3 separate regions of the Ovis aries genome follow, and regions 1 and 2 are each linked to region 3. The links are chromatin contacts, called in public Hi-C maps. All regions are on one chromosome and are shown on one strand. The core of a region is the stretch at or near the end of the contact, and the rest is flanking DNA. Distances in the headings are between cores, read along the strand shown.

Region 1 (3,506 bases), core at 344-2,843, 190 kb after region 3:
ATGGGATATTAAAATATATTTTTATATAATATATATATTTATCCATATTATTTTGTTTTTCAGTCACTGTGTTGTGTCCAACTTTGTGACCCCATGGACTACAACACACCAGGCTTCCCTGTCCTTCACCATCTCCCGGAGCTTTCTCAAACTTGTGTCCATTGAATCAATGAAGCCATCCAACCAACTCATCCTCTGTCATCCCCTTCTCTTCTTGCCTTCAATCTTTCCTGCCATCAGGGTATTTTCCAATGAGTCAGCTCTTTGCATCAGGTGGCCAAAGTATTGGAGCTTCAGCTTATATATTATATATAATATAACATATATATGCATATATTTATATATCACATATTCTTTATCCATTCATCTGCTAATGGACACTTAGTTTGCTTCCCTGTCTTGGCTATTGTGAACAATGAAGCTGCAATGAAGTCCCAGGACTTGAGCTAAAAGCCAGTGCAAAGGACAAATGGCACTGAGTATTCTGACCCTGTAAATTCAACAGCTGGAGCCAGCCACCACCCCAAAGGGCTTATGGAGAGGTCAGAGTCAACTGAATCCCCTCCACCCTCTGAGTCAGTGTAACAGGAAGAGGGAAGAGAGGGGAGAACAGTGTTCATAGGAAGAGCCTATATCCTCCCCCACTCCCCCACTGGAACTCCAGGAGAATCATTCATAAAGTCCAGGAATTCCAATGATCTAGAAGACCGGCATTTCATTCCCTACTTGCAACTGTTAACTGGGGTGGGGGAAGACAGACTTGGAGAGGACACTGGCTTGGGAGAGGGAGGGGTAGCGAGGCACCCTGCAACGTGCCCAGAGGCACACAAGGGCGTGCACATTTCCCCAGGATGGAGTGGACACTGAGAAGGTAACTGGGCTTGAGCCATCTTCTCTGCACCTCATTAAAAGAGAATCCCCCTATATATTAAGTTAACCTTAAAAATGCATTCCAGTATATAGTAGGTACAAACAAACAGTGTTTGATTCCATTTATAGGAGGTACCTAGAATAATGAAGGACGGGGAGGCCTGGCATTCTGCAGTCCATGGGGTCGCAAAGAGTAGGACACATGTTAGCAATGGAACAACAATGACAAAGAATAGTCAAATTCATAGAGTCAGATCCCATCCTCTTCGCCAAAAAAAAAAAAAGATTCACAGTCAGAAAACACATTGGTAGATGCCAGGGGCTGAAGGGTGGAGGGTGAGAAGGAGGAACGGGGACTTAGAGTTTAATGGGGACAGAGTTTCAGTTTAGGACGGTGAAAAACTCCAGAGATGTATGATGGTGAGAATCACACAGTGTGAATGTCCTGAGTGCCACTGAACTGTACAGTTAAACATGGTCAAAATAGCATGTTTTATATTATGTGACTTCTACCACAATAAAAAAAAAAAGCACACATTTTAAAAAGGGTGTCCCCCAGGTCAGTGACCCTAGTAGCCATGGAAGAGGCAGGAACTGAAGTAGGGTCAGGGAAAGAGGTTGCAACTGGAGGCAGCTCTCCGAGCTGGGGAGTGTGTTGGGGAGGGAGAGATTCCCAAAGGGCCTGCAAAGGACCGGCCCTCACACACCATGGAAGACCCAGCCTTGAGCACCCGCCCCCCTGAGAGAGAACGGACTACCAAGCAGCTGGAGAGATAGTAAGAGCCTGTGTAGAGAGGACGGAAACCTCACCCTGGACTGCCAAGTAAGGCAAATGTCACCCTGATGTCACCCTCCTACCGCCCACACCTAAGCTCTGGGAGGAGAGACAGCCACAAGGAAACCAGCAGAGACTGCAGTCACAGGTACACCGGCCGGGAGGGGAGGAGAGCTACGGCGGGAATCGGAGAGAGACGTTATAGAATAAACCAGGGTGAAGCCCAGTTCTGGAGTGAAACTGCTAATAACCAGCAGGAAATGAAAAACTGGATAATTTGGCCTGAAGGTCATCAAGGAAGCTGTTCCCATGGAGCTTTGGAAAGACCCAGATAACAATGGTTGGGAGCCAATTCTGAAACAATATGTATTTTCATTCTGATGCCCTAAACTGACACTTCCCACTAAGCTCCTTCCAACTTATTTAACATTATTACTGTGTGTCTGGTACTAGATCTGTGATAAACTGGGAGATTGGGATTGACATATACACACTTACTATGTATTAAGTGGACAACTAATGAGAACCTCACCCAGGGGGAAAAAATAAAGACAGCTAGAGTTATCATATTTGAGGAGCCTACATATTTATGGTGGAGAGCCAGGCATATAAACCGAAAATTTTAATACTCTACAACCAGGTTTATATGAGGTTCGGCAGAGACACAAGAATATTTATACCAAATAGACTTTTCTATGTTTCAGTTTCCTCATCTATAAAACAGGAATAATAACAGCATCTACTTATAGGACAGCTGGTTGGATAAAGAGAGCTGTTTTATGTAGAAAAGTACCTGGCACAGAGTAAGCTGAACACTTTTCCTAGTATTCAATATTTCTAGCTGTGGTTATTTTTGCTACTTGTATATTGAATTAGCAAGGCACTGTTCTAAGCATGTGAAATGGTTGATTATCTCAACAATTCTATGGAATAGGCACTACTTATTAGCCCCCGTTTATAGACAGAACTGAAGTACTGGAGGATGAGCAGCTTGGCCAGAGACACACATTGAAACTGGCATTCAGACCTGGGCTGTCTAAATCCAGAGCGCACGCTCACTTCGCTGGGCACTTCCGGGAACGCAGAGGCGAAAGCCCTTTTTTCCAAAACAGCAACCGATAAAATATAAGTCCTAAAATAACTTGCAACAAAAAAAGAAGTCTGGCTCTGGACTTTTTGAAAACACTCGCACACATTTTTCAATCCAATTTTAAATTTGAAAAGGCAGAAATCATGGTGGAGTCCTGGATGTGAAGACATGAATTCACTGAGTGATGTGGCTGGGGTCCCTCCTGGTGCCCCTGCCATCAATCCCACCTCTGGCTCTGCTTGGGGAAGCGGTGTCCTGCCCCTCAGCCTGCTTCTACTTGAGTGCCATTCCCTCCAAAGGGGAATTCAGGTCCTCGAAGTGTAGCCTGGACGAGCTATGTTGCTCTCAGTGTTTATGTAACCATCCCAGCTCCAAGAGGAGAGATGCCAGTACTGGGAAATGACGGGCTTGCAGGCCTGTCGCTGGGGAGAGAAAACATGGATAAGAGCTCCATCTGCCTGTGGAGTCCAAACTTGTCTGAAAGCCCAAGAAAGCACCATGAAAAGAAATCAACAGGCCAAACCCCCTAGCACCCCCATTCAAAACATCCTTTTTTTATTAAATAGACGGAATTTGGCTGCCCCCAAACTGAGCATGACTGTGAAGTTGTAAATGACATCATCTCATCTGGATAGCATTTTGTTAAAATGGAGAGGCTCCTATAAAGTTCCCAGCCACAAAACCCACTCCTCCAACATGTTCTTTAATCAAGAACAGTAAAAAAGAAGAGTTCAACTTAAGAAGTAATTTTTTTAAAGAAATTCATTAACC
Region 2 (3,737 bases), core at 702-3,201, 140 kb after region 3:
GTAGTTTCTACAGAGCTATAGCTTGCTGACGTGTAGCTAGCGCGCATCTTTAATAATCACATCCCTTAATTACGCTCCCTTGCAGGTATCAGCTCTCTCCAACACAGGCCAGACCCAACACTATCTCATCTATGAGCCCCATCATAGTGACTATCATTTGTTTGGGACCTTCCGCAGTGTTTTTACAAGCTATTTTTACTATTACTATGCTAATAAATTATTTATGGTGGAAAACCTGAATCAGAAAACTCTGGCTACTTGAAAACAGACTTTATTAAAAACATCTCCTTTCCCCTCCTACACGTACCCCTCCCAAGACACAATTTGTCTACTCTGAGCCTTATAGATGGCAGAGTTGGTGGCTGCATAGGAGGGATTGTGGAGGAATCAAGGAATCAAGCGGAAGCTAACTCTTGAGCATGGACATTTTACTCTGCTGTGACCACTCTTTGCAATCCAGTCACCAATCGGAACAGATCATAAAGCACCATAGCTAGAAGTCATGAAGAGCAAGATGATAGCCTGAGGTCAGCAGCCTCCCATATGCCTTCACCTACTCATACGACAAATGTTATGGAAGGCCTTCTCCAAGCCTGGCAAAGTGCTGGAGCTGGGATGCTCCCCAAACAAGACGCTGGAGCTCCCCCCGAGGGTACATTCTGCAAGAGTGGTAGCTTATTACCAAAGAGCAAACAGGGTGATTTCAGATTGTACAGTGGGTTGTGAAGAAACAAGCCTTGTGACCCTGGCTAAGTCGCAGGCTTAACCTTTCTCAGGGGCTGGATCGCTGCCAGACTGGACCCCCTGCTCGCTGTTAGGAGGATTAGGTGAATAAACTGAGGTCTGTGAGGGTCTAGGACTCCGGGGGCATTGCCTCCTCCCTGTGGGCTTTGACCGAACTTCCTTCAGTACCCATCAGTCGGGCGGAGGGGCTTTCTGGAAACTCTAACCAAAACAAAAACAAAACTCCTGGCCTGATTTTTCCCGAAGGAGGGCCTAATAGCCCAGAGGATACCAAACACCAAGGAAGGGGAAGGGGCTTTGCGGTTCTTCAGAACAAACGCCCAGGCCCCGGCGCCCTAGACGGAGGCTCGGGCAGTGAGCGGAGCTAGAACATGCCTAACCTGCTCCCCGACTGCGCTGTGCGGGCCCGGGCGCCGCAGCAGCCAGCGCCGCTCGCTTAGGGCGCGCGGAGTGGGCTAGGGGACGGTCCCTGCTCTCCACTCCCACCGCCCGGGGACCAGCCGCATCCCGGCCTCCTCCTCCTTCCTTTGCCACCCGGGGGACAGGTCTGACAGCAGACTCTTCAACAGTTCGAGGGCAGAGGGAGGAGTCCCTCCTCCCCATCCGCGTCTCGCGGCGGATCCCTTCCTCCGCCGAGGAGATCGAGGTCTAGGCAGTGAGAGAGGCCAGGAGGCTGCGCCCCGCTACCCGGCTCCGGGCTGCGCAGTGCCGGGTCGGCTCCCGCAAGGCCGCTCGGAACCGCGGGGCTCGACAGTGACAGCTCGGGGCAGGGAGGCGGGGAGCCTCCTTTCACCCCACCCCCGCTCCGCCGCGATCCAGACGCCGCCCGGGCCTAGTCCTCCCCGCACCTCGCCAGGCCGGGAGCTGCAGGGGGACTCGGCGCAGTTTCCCCGAGCGCCCGGCCTCGCGCTCGAGCCGCAGCAGCTGCGCCGTTTGCGTGCGGGAAGGGAGGCAGAGGGGCCCGGGGCGGAGGGGACAGTGGGAGCCTCGCCCCGCAGCGCGGCCTCAAGTTTCCATCGGCGAGCAGTTGTGCAACGGCCAGAAGAGCTGGAGCCGCGGGCGCCTCGGAAAACAAGTCGAGCCTATAAACAAAGCCACGTGGCCTCCGGGCTGGGGGGGCCGGGCTAAGAGCAGGAGGCTCTTCCGGCAACAAAGAGCCGCGGCCGGCGGCCCATGATAAATACGGCGGCCCGGACCGCAGCGCGGCACTGCAGCGAGCCTCGCGCGCCCCGCGACCCTCCACCGTGCGTTCCGCGAGCGCCCGCACCTCGTCCCGCACCCCGATCCCGCAGCCGCTCCCTCACCGGCCCCCAAGCACCCCAAGCAGCCGCCCAGGGCAGGCGCGCCCCCGAGGCCGCCGGGCAGGTCCCCGTCCATCAGTCCGTCGCGTCCATCCGTCGCATCCCTCGGCGGTGCCATGCCATTCCTCGGGCAGGACTGGCGGTCGCCCGGGCAGAGCTGGGTGAAGACGGCGGATGGCTGGAAACGCTTCCTGGACGAGAAGAGCGGCAGCTTCGTGAGCGACCTCGGCAGGTGAGCGGGTCGCCACCAACTTCAGCTGCGGTGGACAGACCCGGGCTGGCCTCTCGGAGTGGGGGGCGGGTGAATGGGACGCAGACAGGCCGGAACAGGGTGAGGAGGGAGCCCCGGACCAGAAGGATGGAAGTGAATCATCCTGGGTTTCTGCAGAGATGTCGCCAGAGCACGGGCGTTTGGTTTCTCTTATTATTCAAGGTCAGCGTCTCCAAGTGGGCACTTCTTACAGAATCCTGGTCCCTCTGAGAAACTGATCTTATCCCCAAATGCTAAAACTTAGACTCAACTTCAGGGGTCCACTGCCTTAAAGGACACCAGCGTCGTGCGATTTGCGTGGGGGGTGGTGGTGGGAGTGAACGCCGGCGAGTGGGCCGCATGACCTTCACCTGGGGGGGACCCTGGGGTGGACCCTGGGGTGGCGGGGCTCTGAGCACAAGTCTGAGACAGGATTGGACACGGGTCCCGCCCGCCGCGCCTCCAGGCTCTTCCCACGCACAGACGACCACAGAGTGGGCAGGGAGGATGAGTAACCAGGAAGGGGCGACCAGATGGCCCCTGGGGCATCCGTGCTGGCGGAGCGTCGGTAAAGACCCGAGGAGGCAGAGCTGCGGAGGAGGGGAGGGAGGCGGGCTGAAAACCCAAGCCCTCGGCCTGTGGGAGGACAGAGTCTTTGCACCTGTTTCCTCAGTGGCCCTTTCGGTCGTTTTCTTTGTATAGTGAGTGCGCCCCCATTTCAAGTGATGCCCATCCCCTGCAGAAAGTCCGCCTGGCTTGGGTGAGCCTCTGGAGTCAAGTTCCACCTGAGCTGTCAGTGTGGTGGAAAATCTGAGTTTCCGAGGAGCCTGAAGCCCCACCCCCACCCCGTTTAATAACACAGAAGCCGCAACTAAGGAGTTAGACGGCCTGGAGTCTGTCAGCCCTCATCACCACAGTTGGCATCCACATCGCTGCCATTTGGCCCAGAGGGGATCAGTGCAGCCTGCTCACCCTTGGGTGACTTTACCCGTGGCCTTTGGTGAAAACCACTGCTCCCCACCCCCAGCCCTTACACTGACTTCAGTGGAGAATCCTGTACAAGGGCCAGCTTCCCACTCAGATTTACCAGTGGTTGTGTGGCTGAGCCCCTGGCACTCAATTTTACAAAAACTATCAAGGAAATATGGTTATTTCAGCGTCCTGACCTCCAGGGCCCTGCACCTGTTTGTGATTTGTGAAGCATCACTTTTTGTTTTCCAGTGGAAAAAAATAAAAGTAATTAATCTTGGGGGTCTGCCAGGGAAGACAAGAGCACATTGACCTTTACTTTAAAGATACTTGAGGTTGTCCCTAGGGAGTTTGGGAAGCACTCTAAAGAAATCTTACTTATGGAAACTCAGAAAATTTACAGAAAAATAAAAAGACTAACTGCTGTCTCTAGACTCTTTTAGGGACTCTAGTTGCCTATTTGGCCTAAATTT
Region 3 (3,695 bases), core at 20-2,519:
TGATACAACTAACTTCCAGGATTCACCCTAAGTCTAGGCCTGTAGGAACCTCTTGGCCAGGAAAGCAGGGTTTTCAGAACTGGCCCTGCGAGGACGCAGCCCCTGGGCCTCCAGCCAGATGGCATCTGCCCTCTCATTGACACACCCGTCTTTCTGAGCTTTGTGTGTTTCCTCTGATTACTTTCCATGTGGATAGACTGATAGCAGAGAACACATAGAATAAGCTTGAGCTATAGCAGGAAGACTATATGAATGGTCTCCTGCTACGTAGCAAATTGCTGCAGATTTAGAACAACACACATCTATGACCCAGCAGTTTCCACGGGCCGGGGCTCCTGTTACAGGTTAGTTGAGTCCCTGGCTCAGGGTCTCTATAGGCTGGAATCCAGGGCTTCCATCTCCTGTGAGGCCTGGGGTCCTCTCCTAAGCTTCCTGGCTGTTGGCAGATTTCAGCTCTCTGGGGCTGTATGACTGATGCTCCTGTTTTCTTGCTAACTAAAAAGACCCTCAGTTCCTAGAGGCTACCCACAGTCCCCTGTCATGTGGCCCCAGAGAGAGTTCAGAGCATGGCTATATGGTTTCTTCCAGACCAGGGTGAGCTCATCTCTCTGACTTCTTCCATCTCTGACCTCTCAGAGCTCACCTGATTGGGTCAGACCTACCCAGGGTAACTGATTAGGGACCTTAATTACATCTGCAAACATCCCTGTTGCCACATAAACATAACACGATCACAGGGGTGACACCTCACCATGTTTACAGGTCTTGTCCACACTCAAAGGGAGGAGATTAGTGTGGGCCATCAGGGTCACCTTAGAATTCCACCTGCCACTAAAGGGCTTAAGTGAGACCTCCAAGACCTTCCATGACCAACATCCAGGGTTCTTCAGGACAGGGACCCTGAGAGGTGCAACTTGATATTTTGGAAGGAAAGAGATACCTTCCCAACAGACTCATTCTAGGGGACATCATGAGGTTTCTTAGAGGTCAGAGGGGTTTGTGAGTGACCTTGGATTCTACAAAAAAAAAAAAAAAGGAAAAATGTGTTGTCACAGAAGCTACTCTGTTTATCAGTTGTGCCCAAAAGATGGCAGCAAAGAGCAGTGCTGCCCCTTTGCCAGGCTGAGTCTAATTTTCAGGCCACTGCTCTGAAATCACCGCTTTTTCGAGGACTTTCCCTTTTTTGTTTTCTTTGCTCAAGCAGGAACTCAAGTTAATAACAACGTGTTGATTTTTCTAGGCTAATCGTGATGAAGGAGATAATGTGGACAAAGATCTAGCTGGGCAGGATGCCAAAGAGCTGTATGATGTAAGTATGCGGGTGTGCCAGTCTCTGCAAATGGTTCTCTGTTATTTAACATGATTTTCAACAATTATGTCTTTCTTTTATGTGAATCGGAATTACTTGGGAAATAAGTATGATCTTGAAAGTGTTTTTCATCTATACTGTCTTCATGAACCTAAAAGAATTGCTTATTCTATTATTTTACTCTCGTGTTAACCACCTCAGATCCATTCTGAAATAAAGGGACATATAAATAATATAAATAGATAGGTGAGGTATACTTGTGGGTTAGAAATTGAAAGCGCTAGGTCAATCCATTTGGCTTCTCTTAGGCTCATGTTTTATTGTTTCCTGTAAGTGAGGCCTGGTCACAGCTGTGTATATTTGGTCTTTTTGCAAAAGTCATTTTCAAAATGTTTGCACTTGGTTCTCTAGGCAGGGGAAGGCCGCTGGGGCACGGACGAGCTTGCCTTCAATGAACTCCTGGCCAAGAGAAGCCACAAGCAGTTACGAGCCACCTTTGAAGCCTACCAAACTGTAAGTGACCCAGCACTAAGGCAAGGAGTTCACACAGGAACAGAGTCTCAAGTTATCTCCAAAAGAAGCTGAGATCTGGGATATGGAACTGAGCGGTGGGAGCAGGGGCGGCGGGTGTCTTTTACAATAGCAGTTCTCAATCACGGATGATCTTGCACACCCTTAGGGATATCTGGGGCTTCCCAGATGGCACGGTGGTAAAGAATCCTCCTGCCAGTGCAGGAGATGCAAGAGACTCGGGTTTGATCCCGGGGTTGGGAAGATTCCCTGGAGGAGGGCACAGCAACCCACTCCAATATTCTTGCCTGGAGAATCTCATGGACTGAGGAGCCTGGTGGACTACAGTCCATAGGGTCACAGAGAGTTGGACATGACTGAACACACACACACACACGCACACAAGGGATTATTTGATCATGCCTGGAAATATGTCGCAACCAGATGTGTTGGGGGGAGCAGTGCTATTGGCATCTAGAGGGTCAAGACCAGGGATGCTGTTAAACATCTCACGATGAACAGGACAGCTCCCCACAACAGGCAACCATTCGGCCCCAGTGCAGTGCTGAGGCTGGGAAACCCCACTTTGCAGCAGAGGCTAGGACAGCAGGTCAAGTTTAGGAGCAAAGCCCTGGAGTCAGAGGGCCCAGGTTCAAATCCTGGTTTTACTGTAACAAGTGACCAGATGTCTCCATCCTCATTTGTAAAAAAAAGACCCTGAACATCATCTTCCCAACCTCAAGGGATTATTTTAAGAGTTAAATAAGATGAATATAAAAGGCTCAGGACAGTATCTGGCTTATAGTAAGCATACAAATGTTTGCCCTTATTTTCATTCCAACTGACAATTGGCTAAACAGTGCCTGAGACAGATGCAATAATACCTCAGAGATACATTCCTGAAAAGATGTGTATAAATTGCTTTTATACAATTATTTTTCAAACTGATGATCATTTTAAGCCAACAAGGTGAGTTAGCTATTTCAAGACACTTAGTAGTTAGTCCTTCCCTGAAAATCAGTCTTTGATTTCAGGAAGGCTTTTGTGGACTATCAAATATTCTTTTGTCTAGTATTTTTTATTTGTGGAGTGCTTTTAACTATTCAAAGCACATCTGTACCCTGTGTCTCGTTTCAATTTCACAACAATACTGTAACTCGAATGTAGGCTGAACAGCCATTGTTACCCACAACTGCTGGACAAGGGAAGTGTGTTATGAGTAAGGAGCCATCTGTTACTTATCAGGACCACACAGCAAGTCAGTAGCAGAAAGTGGATGAGAGCTCCAAGATTCCCCAGCCTGAGCTCCTACCTCGGCTAGAGCTGGCCGCTCCTCACTCAGAATAGCGTTTCCGACGTGTTGCCAGCAGATGAAAAGACAAGAAAGCTTTGGAATTTTATCATTGCTGTATATAAGCCTTTAGGGCCCTCTGCTTTCAAATCGTGCCCAGAGTCCTGATCAAAGGCAGCTCACCCTGAACTCCCCTGGCCTTTGGGCCTGGAGCTGAATAGACTGAGCTGGAAGCCTTCTCTATGACCTAGAGCCTCTTCCCATTAGACAGGGGCCATGGATGGAGTTTCTGGGGTGGTTGTCATTGGGCATCGCTGTAGAAACACACGTACATGTGTGTGTGTGCGTGTGTGTACACATGAGTTACTGACAACCTAAGGATACTCCCTAAGCCAATTGCTCTTAAAATTAATCCTGAATCAGCAGAATCAGTATCACTTGAGAACATGCTTAAAATAAGAATTCTTAATCCCCACCCTGGATCAACTGAATCAGATTCCCTGAGGTTGGGATCCTACAATCTGTGTTTTAATCAGTCCTCTAGATCCTGATGCATGTGGAAGTTTAAGAAGTCTGCTCTAGGCT

The links. Hi-C and Micro-C count contacts between places; a contact is called where the count stands out from the background.
Region 1: a Hi-C map of liver shows a contact between it and region 3, with 5 times the contacts expected there. The contact joins two enhancer-like sites. A contact is called at or near these places in 6 of 16 Hi-C or Micro-C datasets (hypothalamus, liver, muscle and 2 more).
Region 2: a contact with region 3 is called in a Hi-C map of hypothalamus, with 4 times the contacts expected there. The contact joins the promoter of FBXO32 here to the enhancer-like site in region 3. A contact is called at or near these places in 3 of 16 Hi-C or Micro-C datasets (hypothalamus, mesenteric adipose tissue and skin fibroblasts).

The regions. Positions count from the first base shown.
Region 1 is chr9:29,403,473-29,406,978 of ARS-UI_Ramb_v3.0, forward strand. No RefSeq gene overlaps it. Among named protein-coding and RNA genes, the nearest start is that of FBXO32, 50 kb to the left of the region's middle. Within about 2 kb of position 1,594, at least 21 of the 54 cell types and tissues checked have an H3K27ac peak or open chromatin away from gene starts, as enhancers often do. A contact at or near this core is called in liver, where this site is marked.
Region 2 is chr9:29,353,563-29,357,299 of ARS-UI_Ramb_v3.0, forward strand. FBXO32 (F-box protein 32) reads left to right here and starts at 1,952. Exons shown (of 8, transcript XM_060393684.1): 1 at 1,952-2,277. The coding sequence starts at 2,162.
Region 3 is chr9:29,211,277-29,214,971 of ARS-UI_Ramb_v3.0, forward strand. ANXA13 (annexin A13) reads left to right here. Exons shown (of 11, transcript XM_060393680.1): 8 at 1,241-1,309; 9 at 1,721-1,822. It overlaps LOC132657212 (a long non-coding RNA gene), which reads right to left. Exons shown (of 2, transcript XR_009595047.1): 2 at 1-3,695. Among named protein-coding and RNA genes, the nearest start is that of KLHL38, 43 kb to the right of the region's middle. Within about 2 kb of position 1,270, at least 16 of the 54 cell types and tissues checked have an H3K27ac peak or open chromatin away from gene starts, as enhancers often do. A contact at or near this core is called in hypothalamus and liver, where this site is marked.